2 separate regions of the Gasterosteus aculeatus genome follow, and region 2 is linked to region 1. Evidence: chromatin contacts called from public Hi-C data. All regions are on one chromosome and are shown on one strand. The core of a region is the stretch at or near the end of the contact, and the rest is flanking DNA. Distances in the headings are between cores, read along the strand shown. Region 1 holds the start of ddx1 (DEAD (Asp-Glu-Ala-Asp) box helicase 1). Region 2 overlaps itsn2a (intersectin 2a).

Region 1 (3,267 bases), core at 296-2,795:
AGTGTGTGCGGATTGGGTTAGGTTCTATTAAGCCAGTTTATTTGAGCGGTTTGTTATACAGCGCGGGGATTGTGATGCCGAGAGGAGCGTACCCAAGTCCAGAGCTGCCTGACTGGTGGACCAGCCGATGCGACACAGACCCTGATCATGGCAAGTCACCTCATAGTAGTACTTCCCTGAACACAGAAATACATGGATAGATAACAATTGCAAAGACATAAAAGGATCCATACAATGCAAGTCTATCAAATAATGATTTGGTTCTCTGTGAAATGCACGTATGTTGTCATGTCATCCGTATTTGTCTTTTACTGAACATCTTGCATTACACACCTTTGGAGACCCCTTTTGTAGAGCGACAGCCATGCCACTCTTTAAACTCCCTGCTCTGGCAGCACAGACCATCTGGACCAATCGCTGTAGAGGCATGAAAGGAAAAAGTGTGAATGAATAGCGATGACAAATAACAGAGCTGAAACGTGGCATTCCATGCTCATTTTCACCCTCGTACCAAAGGCAGCGCTGCGGTCATAAGGATTCATCTGCCAGTTGTTGAAAACTGAACAAAAACAAAGAAACAAGTAGGTAGATTAAATGTCTGCAGAAAGAAGCCACTGATGTTATATTTATTTGTATTATCATACTGGCCCAACTAGGTATATTGGACCAGAGCTCTGTCCAATGTTATCGGGAGCTTGTATAAAAAAAAGTCACTGACTGAAACCTACAAAGTCACTACTATTTAAGTGGTCTCACTAGCTCCTCCAGTCTTGATGGAGGATCTGCCCCTCTTGCCCTCTTGCTCATCCTTCAGGGTCTCATACACAATCTGGATCACAGGGATAGTGAAGGCCTGAGGATGACAAGGATTGCACACTTTATTACGTAATTCGGACTGATGTTGTTGATGCAAACTGCGGAGGTACAGTAGTTCTTTAAAACTGAGTAGATGTCAGGTACTTACGCCGGTTTTACCGCTCCCAGTTTCAGCTGCCTGAAAAAAAAGAAGAGTAAAATATATGTCAAACCTGCTGCGTACAAACATTCTTTTGACAAGCAGAAGCAAAGAAGTAAATATACCATAAGTACATCTCCTCCACCAAGAATAAGGGGAATGGACTCGGCCTGGATGTCAGTAGGTAGCCTGAAATCCAATGGTTGAAACACATAAGTTAGTTGTCAACTGTAACTGGTGACAACAATATGGACATAACGTCATATGGCGATATGGATAGTATTTTTAAAGTAATTACAGAAAGCCACTCGACTTACAGCCAGCCCAGCTCTTCCACAGCCTGCGCGATTTCGGGCATAACCCCCATTTCTGTTGGACAAAATATATATTATTCAGTGAGCACGTAGCTTTTTTAAAACTAGTTTAGAGATTACGTAAAATACGATTGCGACGTCAACGTGAAGTTGATAAAGCTATATTCTTACCAGAGAACGCTGCCATTATTGCTGCTGCGAATGCAGTTTTACCGGATGTGACGTGTAAGTGGGTAGTGTAACTGGGATAGCCCGCCAGCAGAGCAGCCTTATGACATTGGTTCCGGTTGGTAAAGTAATTCCTAAAATAGGTTAAATATTTTACTATCCATTTTACTGCTGAGTTGAGCTACATAAGCATATGTTTACGTTAATATCATAATATGTAAGTAGATATTAAGCCACGAAAAAGCCTATCTTCAGGGTTTTGTCTCCAGACGCGGGTTCCTGGTGTATTTTGTCCAGTGATACTCGCCGTAGAGTTCTTGACAGCCTGTTCAAGTAAACATGGCTGAAGAAAGTCTGATTGAAGGCGAAGATGAGAACATTTTATACGATTTACTCGTCATTACCGAATGGCCGCCAGAGACCGACACTCAGGTCTGTGAAACTTCCATTTTAAACATTTTCAATTCAGTGTGTAGGTCTTTCTTGAGAATTTATTTGGAAAAACGGCCTCCAAAAAACTGTGCCGCTCAAAGCCACGTAGCATACAACCAGAGCCACATTTCCATATGAATCTCTATTTAACACTGTCATACGGTGTAGCATGATTTCTGATTATAATACAAGTTAACGTCTGTTTTCATCTGTGAGGACCTCATAACTTGCTTAATATAGAAAGCTAAATGGACTAGCTAACATTAACTGTCATACTTTCATCAAAGTCAACCCGAAGACACCGACGCAACTAAGCTAACATGTCACTTTCTATCGTTTGCAGTTGCGAGGTAACAAGGAGCGCAACACGTCACTTATTGCAAAAGCAGTGACAGGTAAGTTCACTTGTAGTCTACCCCAACGTTAGTTGTGATACCCAGTATGCCGAAAGGGGGCACTAGATCAAGGTAAATAGGCTTATTTACAGGTCCTATTTGTCCTTAACGGCACGTCCTGACCTTTATTTAGGATGTGAGGGGGTATGGCCTATACTGGATAAATTAATTAGCTTATAGTATCTTTGTGATTTTTCTACTAAATATGATATATTTCCTACAGGGCCATTCCGCTTAATCCTGCACTACTTGTGGTACAGGTAAGTTCATCACTATATAGTGTGCCGGGAGTCCCTGACATGCACAGTCCCAAAACAATTATGCCAAAACATGTTTTGGTGAAAAGAATGTTGAAATATGTTAGGTCAAAAAATGCTATAATTAGGTTGAAAAATATTTTTTTTATAAGGTAAAATATCTTAAGTCAAAAAACGTATTTAAAAAAAGTCTGGATATATTAGGTTGAAAAAGATTTTGAAAAAAATCAAAATATATTAGATAAAAAAAATGTACACAGTAATTATTGTGCTTTGGGCATAATTGCTTTGTACAGCATGAATATGACAGGAAACCTTTCTCCAAAAGCATTTTTGTTGTTTTTTTGGCCTTAATAACAACAACTTTCATTGTTTTTTAAGTGGTATTTGAATTAGATAATTGTGTATGATGTATGACATGTTACATCATATGATGGCCTTGATTATTCCCATTCTGGCTTTCAATTGTTTGCTAACTCAGATTAAAAGGAAAGTTTGTACATAATCATTTGCAACTGAGACTAGTAGGACAACACTTCTAATTCTCGAAATAACTTTGTTTTTATAGACGCACTATCCTATATTGAAGATGTATACTTATCTCACCCTGCTCTTATTGCCCATCCTGTTAGCAAATGACTAGATGTGGCCCGCTGTAGATTCTGTAATGCTGCAGCATCAAGACCTGCTTATCGTCTCCTTAGGTTGTTAGCTAGCACCTCAATAATCTGACTGATTGCCCTCCC
Region 2 (3,267 bases), core at 531-3,030, 68 kb before region 1:
CAAAAGGAAACGGACGCGGGATGCGCATGGGAGTGAGATGATGCAAAGTATCAAAAAAAGAAAGTTGTCACTGCTAACAAAAGCTAAACAAGATGCCGTGAATGTTCCAGCCAAGAAAATGAACAAAGTTCGTTCGGTGCGACAAGTGAGATACTTTTCAGATGTATACAATCTGCATTTAGTCGGCAGGGACAAAGTTAACGAGAAACTTCTGTCGCCTAATGAGGACACGCAGTTCCCAACAAATCCGGGGACCGTTGTGCAGACGGATGAGAAGCTGTTGGATACACGTTGTGACAGTCCTCTCTGGGTAAAACTGGAGATAAAAGAGGAGGAATATGATCCACGCTATGGCAGTACGCCTCCAGAACCAGACCCAGAGCCACAACGTTGTCCTCTTCATGATGTCAAATCAGAAAATTAGAATCCTCAATGTTTGCTGGACGAACCACAAGAATCTGTCCGATGTCCGAACACGGCGAGGACCACACAAACACTCTCATACTCATTGGAGCTGAGGTTACAGATGCGATGAGAGCACTTGGAGCAAAGAAGAGCAAGAACATGTGCCCGATGACTCTCACAGGTCTGGAGTTCACAAACAGGAGGTGAGCATCACTTGATGTTCTCGGTTAGAGCCGACACAGACAGGTTAGTTTTAGGCTGAACGGTTGCTATGAAGATGTATCTGCTGGGGGAGAATGTAGATTATTATAAATTGGTTTGAAAGTATATTTTAAAAGTTTACTAAACCTTTCCTAAAAAGATGGATCGATCAGACTAAAAGGTTTCCGTGCATTAGCTGTCAGTATTCATGTTTTGAAGCTTCGTTTTAAAGGCGGTTTGATTGTGCCACAGTTGGACTTTAGTTAAGATCTTTCCTTTTGTTCCGTGGGGAGAAACGGTCATTTTTTAAGTTTGTAAGAATTTGTGAAGTATATTTTTTACTTTATTCAATGGATAGCAGATACGTGTATTACATTGTTTGTTTTTTCAGTTGTTCATCTTTACGTTTTCTACCACTTCATATGATACCATGCCTTTTCTGATCTTGCACCTTCAGTCATCCTATTCTATTTTTTTTACAAATGGAAATACTACAGTAAATTACTAAAGTTCTTTTTCTTGAAGCTGTTATGTAAATGCATAAAGAATCATTGATTTCATCATAATTTGATTTACACAGCAGAAAGTAACATTTCCTGTATCTTGATATGTTGTCATAATTTTCTCTTCTGTTTAAGTTCATTTTATAAAACCATTTTTAAAAGCATCCTTTCTACCGTGTAATCCTTTTAAAATACATCAATGTCTACTATATACACAGGTTTGTAGATCATCATTCTTTTGGCATGCTAAATCAGCAAATATTGTTCTTTACTGTAAATTTGTATTCAACATTTGAATCTTATCAGACCTTTTCTGATTTTATACTTTGTGTATATTGCAAAGCGAAGTGCGTGTGATGTAGTTGTTACAACCGAGAGGAGCATCAGAATATTGTGAAATATCAGGATTCATACAACTTTCACTCGTCATCCATCATTTTGGGTCAAAATGTAGCTTATCTTGTACTAGTCACAGAAATATTACCATGGCATGCAATAGAATTACACACTTGGCAGAAGTAGCCTGCAACAAGGGGAAGTGAAAACTATCCGCCAAATTAAGTCCTAGGTTACTTCTGACTCCTAAACGATCAAGTTGTCCCTCGTCTCACTGTCTGAAATCAAAGCAGTGAGAGCTACATTATCTTCTGTTTTTCTGTTTCTCTCTTTGTCTCCCCAGGAAGATCGTCGTGTCTTCCCCATTTCCAAAATAAAGCCCCAGTGTGGGTTAACTGTTTTCAAGCACAAGGCTCAAAATTAGGCTTTTTTTCGTTGAATGACAAAATAATCTAATACAGTTAATATGACTAATATTTATAGTATTACTACTGCTAGTACTTTAAAAATTCCGCTTTAATCACAGACGCTCCGTTTCTAGACACTTTTATTCTGAAATGACTAGTTAATTCATCGTCGTCACTTCCTTTAAAGGTTCCGGACCCTTCTTTATTCCCGTTACCGTAAGTGTTTCTAATTCTCCAGTTTACACATTTGAAGCCTTGTTTTACACAAGAATACGTCATAAGGGAAACACTGCGTGTAGTTAGCAGCGACTATTATACCGCCTCCCTTAGTTACGTATTGCCGTTTGTTTCGTACCTTTTTGTCCATGATCGTGCCTGTCTCAAAATGCCCGAAAGCCTGTTAACGTTGATGTGATTGTGCTTCTGAAAAAGCGATTGTTTTATTAAATTAAGCATATACGATCGAAAAGGACTTCTGAGGAAGGCAGTTTGTAGAGTCCACTGCTTCTTATTAAAACTCAATGCAACCTCTGGTAACTTTAGCTGCAGCCCCTGCATATTGCTGCTGGAGAAATCACACTAATCTCATCTCTAACAAAATGCTCGTTGTTTCTTTCCAACTTTTTTGGCCACCGTGTTAAGAGTTTAGATCGAGTTCCTCACATTTGAGAGGCTGTAAGCGTAAAACCTATGATATTATAGTCTGTTAAGTATATCCCGGCTGAGATATGTATGTTTTTTTCCCCTGAACTGAATACAGATAAGGAAGATGTGGAATGATACATCACCTTAATGGACAACATGGACACCTGCAGTCAGGAGGACCAAAAAGAGATGGATTCTGACAAAGTATGGCAGTGGCGCATTACGTGTGGAGAGGAAATATCCAACTTCAACATAGTATCCAACACAGACAACAATTCTGAGTCTGATCTACACTCGGGCAAAGTCACAAACTCAGGAATCTCTGGCAATCAAGCTTACTTGGAAGCAAGTAGTCTGGGTGTTTGTGAGTCTGCCCTCACCACCACCACCACCACCGACAAATCATCAAGTCTACCGATTGTAAAGGAAAGCGCCAGGTCACTGATGTGTCAACCTGATGAACGAGGGGTTGGTGGAGGTGAAGAGCAAAGACAGACTCCAACTGAATGTGACTTAAAACAAGAGGAAACCGGAACGGAGAAAAGCATGTGGAAATTGAGGGCAAATCGTGTAAAACATATCCTCTCTGCTGAAGAGTTTGGTCCATTCAACTTTTCCAGAATGTGTGGCCTTGAATTCAATGTTGGATATGGAAAGAGAAAAACTAAGAAAAACTTCAGTGTTGACTCTTTGACTGATAATGTTCTTCTTGAAATTGCTGCATTTGCCCTCGTAATGAATTCATCCCAACAAGGTTTCATCATGGAGAT

The links. Hi-C and Micro-C count contacts between places; a contact is called where the count stands out from the background.
Region 2: a contact with region 1 is called in a Hi-C map of skeletal muscle, with 4 times the contacts expected there. The contact joins the enhancer-like site here to the promoter of ddx1 in region 1. A contact is called at or near these places in 4 of 6 Hi-C or Micro-C datasets (liver, skeletal muscle and whole body).

The regions. Positions count from the first base shown.
Region 1 is chr18:12,139,796-12,143,062 of fGasAcu3.hap1.1, reverse strand. ddx1 (DEAD (Asp-Glu-Ala-Asp) box helicase 1) reads right to left here and starts at 1,545. Exons shown (of 26, transcript XM_040160284.2): 1 at 1,441-1,545; 2 at 1,273-1,324; 3 at 1,081-1,144; 4 at 965-994; 5 at 757-853; 6 at 512-559; 7 at 334-417; 8 at 93-176. The coding sequence starts at 1,456. It overlaps nbas (NBAS subunit of NRZ tethering complex), which reads left to right and starts at 1,558. Exons shown (of 53, transcript XM_078093309.1): 1 at 1,558-1,869; 2 at 2,213-2,264; 3 at 2,488-2,524. The coding sequence starts at 1,777.
Region 2 is chr18:12,207,819-12,211,085 of fGasAcu3.hap1.1, reverse strand. All of the region lies in intron 2 of itsn2a (intersectin 2a), which reads left to right. Among protein-coding and RNA genes, the nearest start is that of itsn2a, 7.1 kb to the left of the region's middle. Within about 2 kb of position 1,780, at least 4 of the 9 cell types and tissues checked have open chromatin away from gene starts, as enhancers often do.